2 separate regions of the Triticum aestivum genome follow, and region 1 is linked to region 2. Evidence: chromatin contacts called from public Hi-C data. All regions are on one chromosome and are shown on one strand. The core of a region is the stretch at or near the end of the contact, and the rest is flanking DNA. Distances in the headings are between cores, read along the strand shown.

What was found. A called contact is a pair of places that touch in the nucleus more often than the background predicts.
Region 1: a Hi-C map of leaf shows a contact between it and region 2, with 5 times the contacts expected there. The contact joins the promoter of LOC123147452 here to the promoter of LOC123147451 in region 2. A contact is called at or near these places in 2 of 5 Hi-C or Micro-C datasets (both in leaf).

The regions. Positions count from the first base shown.
Region 1 is chr7A:442,507,432-442,510,883 of IWGSC CS RefSeq v2.1, forward strand. It overlaps LOC123147452 (BTB/POZ domain-containing protein At1g30440), which reads left to right and starts at 1,373. Exons shown (of 4, transcript XM_044566700.1): 1 at 1,373-2,043. The coding sequence starts at 1,985.
Region 2 is chr7A:441,781,264-441,784,926 of IWGSC CS RefSeq v2.1, forward strand. LOC123147451 (hydroxyproline O-galactosyltransferase GALT2) reads right to left here and starts at 1,252. Exons shown (of 7, transcript XM_044566699.1): 1 at 216-1,252. The coding sequence starts at 972.

The DNA.
Region 1 (3,452 bases), core at 123-2,622, 730 kb after region 2:
CCCGACCACTGTCGTCGGGAAGGCTCAGTTGTTAGATGTTTCTTTGAATCGGTTAGGATTTGTGTTCTGCTCATGAAAGTGAGACGACGGCGTCTCCCTGAAGATGGAATAAGATTTTCCCTGCCTAGCCCCCATCTCAGTGGTGCTTCTAGCATCGTCGGAGCCCGTGTGGAGGTATGTTTCACGAGATTTAGTTGGTGGTGGTCTTTGATGGATCTGCTCCTAACAACAAGTTTTGCCCAGCCCCGACGAGGGAGGGAGGGGGGTGATGACGACACCACACCTTCGGCTTGTTTCAGTGTACAACCTGGCTAGGTGGTGTCCCGGATCTGAATGTAACTTTACTGTTTGTTGTACTGGCATGATCGTAGATGAATACTCCCTCCGTTTCTAAATATAAGTCATTTTAGAGATTTCAACAAGTGCCTACATACGGAGCAAAATGAGTGAATTTATAATCTAAAATATGTCTACATACATCCGTATGTTGTAGTCCATTTGAAATGTCTAAAAAGACTTATATTTAGAAACGAAGGAAGTAGATTGGAATCATGAAACGCAACGGCCCTGGTGATGGGCGTTGCCTGCTCTGCGGGCCTGAAGAGGACTCAAACCATATCTTCTTCTCCTGCGTATCCGCGCAGTTCCTCTAGAACTATTTCCGTGAGATAGTGGGTGGAAGCTGGGACCACAACAACTTTCCCGCCTTTTTTGCCGAACTCCAGGCGTTAGCACCTCCGGCTCGCCACATTAGGTGGCTGATCATTGGGGTGCTTGCCTGGACGCTGTGGACTGTTAGGAATAAGCTTGTGATTCAGCGTATCCCTCTTCGCCGCGCTACTGATGCTTTGTTCAAATGGTCTGGTTACTTGTAGCTTTGGCGGCCGCTTAGCCGCCCCAGGGAGAGAGACGCCATCACCTCCATCATCATCCAGCTTCGTGTGATGGCTCTCCGGATGGCTCCACCGCTTTCCCCACCACCGGAGCCGGATTAGATCTTCTCTACTTCGCCGCCACCGCCGTTTATGTGTTGTGCATGTCGTGTGTGTATGTTGGGCTTGTTGTGCTGTGCCCACAGCTGAACCTGGGTGTTGTGTGTTTGTGTGTGTGTTGGATTTTGCCTGCGGCGGCGTTGTGTGTTGTTCGGTTGGTACCTTGATAACTTTGTGCCCCGTGGTTGCTTTATTTATAAAGCGGGGTGAAAATTTTTTTGACGACGGGAAGGTTTGGTAAAAAAAAATACAATGCAGCCAAGCCAAAGTGCATTCGGGCCTGCTGGGTCTGGGCCCACAGCCTGGCTGCCTTCCTCCTCCCCCCTCCCCGTCTCCTTTCCGTTTGGTGTCCTTTTCTCCATAGGAAGCTGTGAAGCCCACCCAAATCCACACCACGGCAGGACTACTAGTACTAGTACACCGAGCCAAAGAAGAGAATGTTCTTGGATCCCCTTCCCTGCCTGCCACAACATTCCTACTCCCCCACACTTCCAGTCCCCATAAACAAACAAACCAACAAACCACTGGTCATCGACCTCTCTTCCTCATCTTCTTCTTCCGGGACGGTCTATTCCTTCGTTGAGTCGGGATCTTGGGCGGCAGAATCCAGGAGTAATTCGGCGGGTGGGCTTAGTTAGGTACCACAGTTATCCAAAGGTCCGCCGGCCCTTCTTTTCCACGTCTCCAGAGGTCGCCGGAATCTCTCCTCACCAGTGGATGTGCAATCTCGTGCGTCCTCTCCGCGTAATCTGGGCGCCCTTCGCCTTCCACATCGCAGCAACGTCTCGGGGGATTTTGGGCTAGATTGAGGTTTTGCGTGCGTGTTCCTGTGTGGGGAAAGTGCTTTCCTTTTCTATTTTCTTTCCCTTGGTTTCTCGAGGATTTGGTTCTGGTGTGTGCGGGGGGGCGGAATCTTTCTCTGCCTTTGATCCCAAGGAACCGGCCGCCTCGTTCATGTAGTGCGGCGTCCGCTGGAACCTGGGACTCCTAACATGGCCTGCCTCAAGCTGGGATCAAGGGCTGATGTATTCAGGAAGCAGGGTCAAGACTGGTATGAACAGCTTCTCTCTCTTTCTTCATTTCCCCCAACATGATCCTCTGCCATGTCTAGCCTGCACATTTCCTCATGGTTGCAAATGACAATTTTAACATCTTATTAAAGTTGCTTCACCTTTTAATACGTGCAATGTTTTCATTACTTGCTCTATTTGCTGCCATAATTACCACCGTAGACATTGGAGTGTTTGTCTGTGTGAGGTTGGGCACGATAGGAAATGTACCTGCCATTACTTCTTTCAGGAATTAGAAAAATAATTGAATAGGTGCCATATGTGTGTACTAGAAGCTCCCATGCATCATCCATGGCCCAACCTCTTCCTGTTGGCCTCATCTGGGGTACTGATTATAATATGCTAACCAACTCCTTCTGGATGGAAGGCTCTAATCAAAACATCGAGCCCAGGCCAGCTAGGAAAACTACAACCGTTTTTGTTTTTAAGCTGATGCAACTTTCTGGGAGGACTCACTACCAGTTATTTACCTAAAGACAGCCTGTTAATCAATATCATTATGCTAAGGCTGTCATTTCGATGCATTCAATGCTCGTACCGTTTGGACGACTTCATCTATTCGTGGAAAAATGGAACCTACCTTTTATACTACCATTTTTGGGTGTTATTGAGATCAAGGCAGTGGTGGGTAAATGGAGCAGAATGCCTGTCCTGGATTAGCATTTATTCCCCCTTTCCATGAGAAATATTGTCTCGCTCTCGCCTGACTTTTGGGACCGGCCGTTCTTATGTTCAGTACTTGCTGGAGCTGCACATGTTGGACACTAAATGTGCCATATTGATGCCTCCAAATTCTGTTCTCTCGTCACAATCATGCCGAGCATTACTCCGTCAGATACCGGTCCTGGAATATGTAATAAACTGCTACAAATCTGAAACTTGAGATTTTTTTTATCTTTTGGGTTACGGTTAGAAGGCTTATAGCTAATCTCTTATTTGGTCTCTTGTATCCTATTTAAGTGCAATCTTTTTTTAGAACCAACTTTATTAGGCACATCACTTGATCAACACTTCTAAATACATCTAACCTGTATTTACAAGAGAGAGAAACAATTGTGACATATGAACTTTGATTATTATTTTCAATTCTGACCATGGATATTTTAGTGCATGTTCTGTGTGCATACAGTCTAGAAATTAGGAAGTCAAGCACATTAATGTGCCTTGGAGCTGGTCGTGATCAATGTTCAAGATATCGGTAACTAGTACCATATCGTTCGGGTGCTGAGTAGTGACAAATAGGCGAATTTTCCAGTTAATTGGCCAAGAAATCAGTTAATCGGCTGTTCGGTGACCCACCGAGTAGCGATTAACTGACCGAGATGCTGGTTGAACACATGGCCAATATTTGGAACAATATTCATGATAACACATGGCCTTTTTATCCCTA
Region 2 (3,663 bases), core at 2-2,501:
TAGCAGCTGTAATGGTTAACTAGTAAGTTGTAAATAGAAACATGGCAATATGGCATCAGGCTGGCAATGCAATCGATTTACCTCCGCGCTAATTTGACGATGCAATATAAATTAATCTTAACCACATTACTAGTAACAAATAACAAGAGCTGCTCACTCGGGAAAGAACATCTTAAGGTCCAAGCTAGCATTGCTGAAGAAGGAAAAGGATGTACCCTTGTCGTCGTTGTCCTCGGGCTGCAAGCCGTCACAGCGCTGTGCGGAGCCCCACTGCATCCGGTAGCAGGTATTGTGCTCGATGATGGGGCGCTGGCTCCAGTCCCCCCTCAGCCTGGGGTTAAGGTGCAGTATCCTGGGTGGGTCCTCGCCGTCAACGGCGCGCAGGCCCTGCAGCTCGACCATGAACTGCGAGACGTGCACGGTCCCGTCCCCCTGGCGCATCCTGGCGAGCTGCGGCACGTATTCCTTGTGCGCTGACCTAGGCGTGCCGATGACGGTGACAGCGGAGCCAGCGGCGAGGCCGCAGGGCAGGAAGACGACCCTCCCCCGCGCGCGCACGGAGACGGCGGCGGGGCACTTGTCGGTAGAGGCGGCATCGACGGCGGCGAGCTCCCAGGGGTCCCCGGCGAAGGCTGCGGCGTCCTCCCAGGCGGTGAGCCCGAGCGACCAGGCGTCGTCGGCCATGCGGTCGAGCGCGGAGCGGTTGCGAGCGGCGATGTCGGGGAGGGAGACGCGGTCGTAGCGGTGCCAGAAGGGCTGGACCTGGAACAGGGTGGCATTGGAGGAGGACGAGTTGCCTGGGAGGAGAGGGGGAAGGTGGTCGGTGGAGGATGGGGAGGAGAAGGCGGAGTCAACAGCGGCGAGGTCGGCGGTGGCAAGGTCGAGGACGCGGCGGAACTTGAGGGAGATGAGGATGAGATAGGCCACCCCCGCGACGAACACAAGGTGCGACGGCCGCCACCGCCGCGCCATTGCCCTCGCTCAGCGGCCCGTAGCCAACCCCACCTTCGCGCTCTCGGGCCCCGCAGTGGACGGCGACAGCGATCTCTCTGTAGTCAAGCGCGCGGCGAGGGCAGGCCCGCCGCGTCACGCCTGCCGCCGGCCAGCGGAGGCGGTGCGCCGGCCGGATCTGGCGCGCGCAGAGGAGGCGTGGAATCGGAGGCGGGGGCGGAGTTGGAGATGCTCGCGCGTGCGTGCGGGGAGGTCGGGCAGTGGGGAGAAATGGAGGGGCGTCGTGGCTGGCTGGCTGGCCGCCCGTGATGTGGACATGTTTTCCTTCTTGTTTGGTTTGGTTCCGGCCGGCCGAGTGGGACTCGACGAGGCGCGTGAGTGGCTGCCCGGTTTAGTCCGGTCGAGCGGTGTTTGCCACGTCGGGTTACAGCATCTACAGCTGCAAGCGTCACCCCTGTACCCCTCCCCTCGTTTCAAGACCACGATACGAAAAAGGGTTTCCCCGCTTTATATTACAACCAACAATATAAGCTGGGGCGAAAGCAGCACAATTATAAAAAAAAATACCGATAACGGTGGATTGACAAAACAGTGTTAAAAACAGTTCATGCAACGTTAAAAACAGTGTAGGTAGTTCATCAACGCACATTACAAAAGTAAGAGTTCTTATATATCTCATCGGACTATCAAAAATTTACATGTTCTAGTTATCTATTGAGAAAGTTCACCTGATGTTGTCCTTGCCCTTGTTCTATCCCTTGCCCTTGTTATGATCGTCGCCGCGGAAGTAGCGGTCGAAAATGCAATATAGGTCAAGTCGGATCCGCTCACTATCGTAGTTGTCGGGTGCGTCACCGGCCTCCTCCTCCTACTACTCCTCCTCTTTCGTGGGCAGTCCGGCCAGGGCACGGACTGACCTAACTGCCTGGGTTTGCTCCAGTGCGAGGGCACACGTTGTTCAGACTTCCCACTTCGCAGGATGCAGGCACAAAAGGGCATCCACGCTCTTATCTTCCGCGGGCTGGTCTGATGCGGTGTACGACTCGGCCTCCGCGGTGCGCACAACTTCTTCCTCGCACGGTGGGCACACCGCTCCTCAAGGCATCTATGATTGTGTCGTCTCACAGCGTTGGACCTCAGATTTGGAGCCTGGCATCGCAGGACAAGGCTCCACCGCAAGGGTTGTGTTGCCAACCTAGAGTCGTCCGATTCGGCGCGTTGATACCTCCAGCCGGTACTCATCGCCTTTGGTTCCGGCGTGGTCACGTGCCTCAAGTCGCCGGCGCCACTGGATCCAAGCCCCACTTGCGCGTACGCAATGAATTCTCGCTGAAGTGACTCCAAAGGCAAAGCTTGAGATTCCTCACGGGACCGGTAGAGAGCCAGCCAGGCGTCTAACTCCTTGTCCACACATGGGACGAGGTTTTATGATGGTGTAATACACCAGAGGTGGCCCCTTGGTAGGAAACCTGGTTGCAAGCCCACCTCGGGGCGCAGGTGGCCTGGCAATGGTCTGGCGTGAGGGGGCAGCCCGGAGGCCCGAGATCAAGAGAACATCTTGGTGTGCAAGCCAAGATGGCGGCGACATGAGATCATCGAACCCCATGTAAACCCTAGCCCACGTCGTCTATATAAGATGGGGATAGGGGTAGATATTCTGATCTACAACATAGACTATACTCTCGATAGCCATATACCTTTCTCCATTGTAACCCCCTCGCAAGAGGTGCTCCAACACGAATACAAACCAGAAGCAGGATGTAGGGTATTACCTCACCACGAGGGCCTGAACCTGGGCAACCCCTTTGTGCGAACTCCCCTCTGGTACTTCCGGGCGCATTTGCCACCCTACCGAGCACACTGGAGGCTTCCGGACCGTTGGTTGGCGTGCCACTCAAGGTTGCGTCGGTTGGAAACCGAATCCATATTAGATCTACCATCACTCCTTCAGGCCTCGCGCTAGGAGAGAGTCCTTGTCACATCCTAGTTAGCCATGCATTAGAGTGTTGCATCATGTTTACTCTTTCATCAGAAACTTGAAATGGGGATCTGTGAAACCCTCAGAATCATTTTGAAAATGACCCAAATAAAAATTTCTCCAAAAGGATCCAAGAAAATGTTCATGTTGCTCTCTGAAAATATTGGACAGAGATAAAAATCAAACCAATATTTTTAGTGGCTCATGGACATTTATTTTGGGCATTTGGAATTAATGCATAACTATTTGCATTGGAAATATATTAATTATATATATTAATATATGCCCAAATATTATGCCATTTATAAAAGAGCTCTGGAATAATATATATAGCTCCTGCAAAAATTGGCATAAGTTAAATAAATGATTTAATATTTTTTTTAAAATCAAAACAAATGTCAGAAATTAGAAAACAGAAAAATATATAACAGGAGGAGCTTACCTGGGCTCCTCCACTGTGCGGCCCAGCCAGCTGGCCGGCCCAGCCAGCTGGCCGGCCCAACCCACCACTGCAGCCCTCCGTCGTCTTCCTCCCCTCGCCCCGAAGCTGCTGCGTGCTCGCACGCGCACGGCCGCGCGGCCACCTCCTGCTTGCCGACGAGCTCCTGGCCGCGTGGACGACTCCCGCAGGCCGTCCCGATTCCCCCTGCTCTCTCTCACTCTCTCCCGGCTCTTCCCTCCTCTTCCTCGCTCTCTCTCTCTCACGGCCGAACACCACCGTCGCCGCCGTTCGC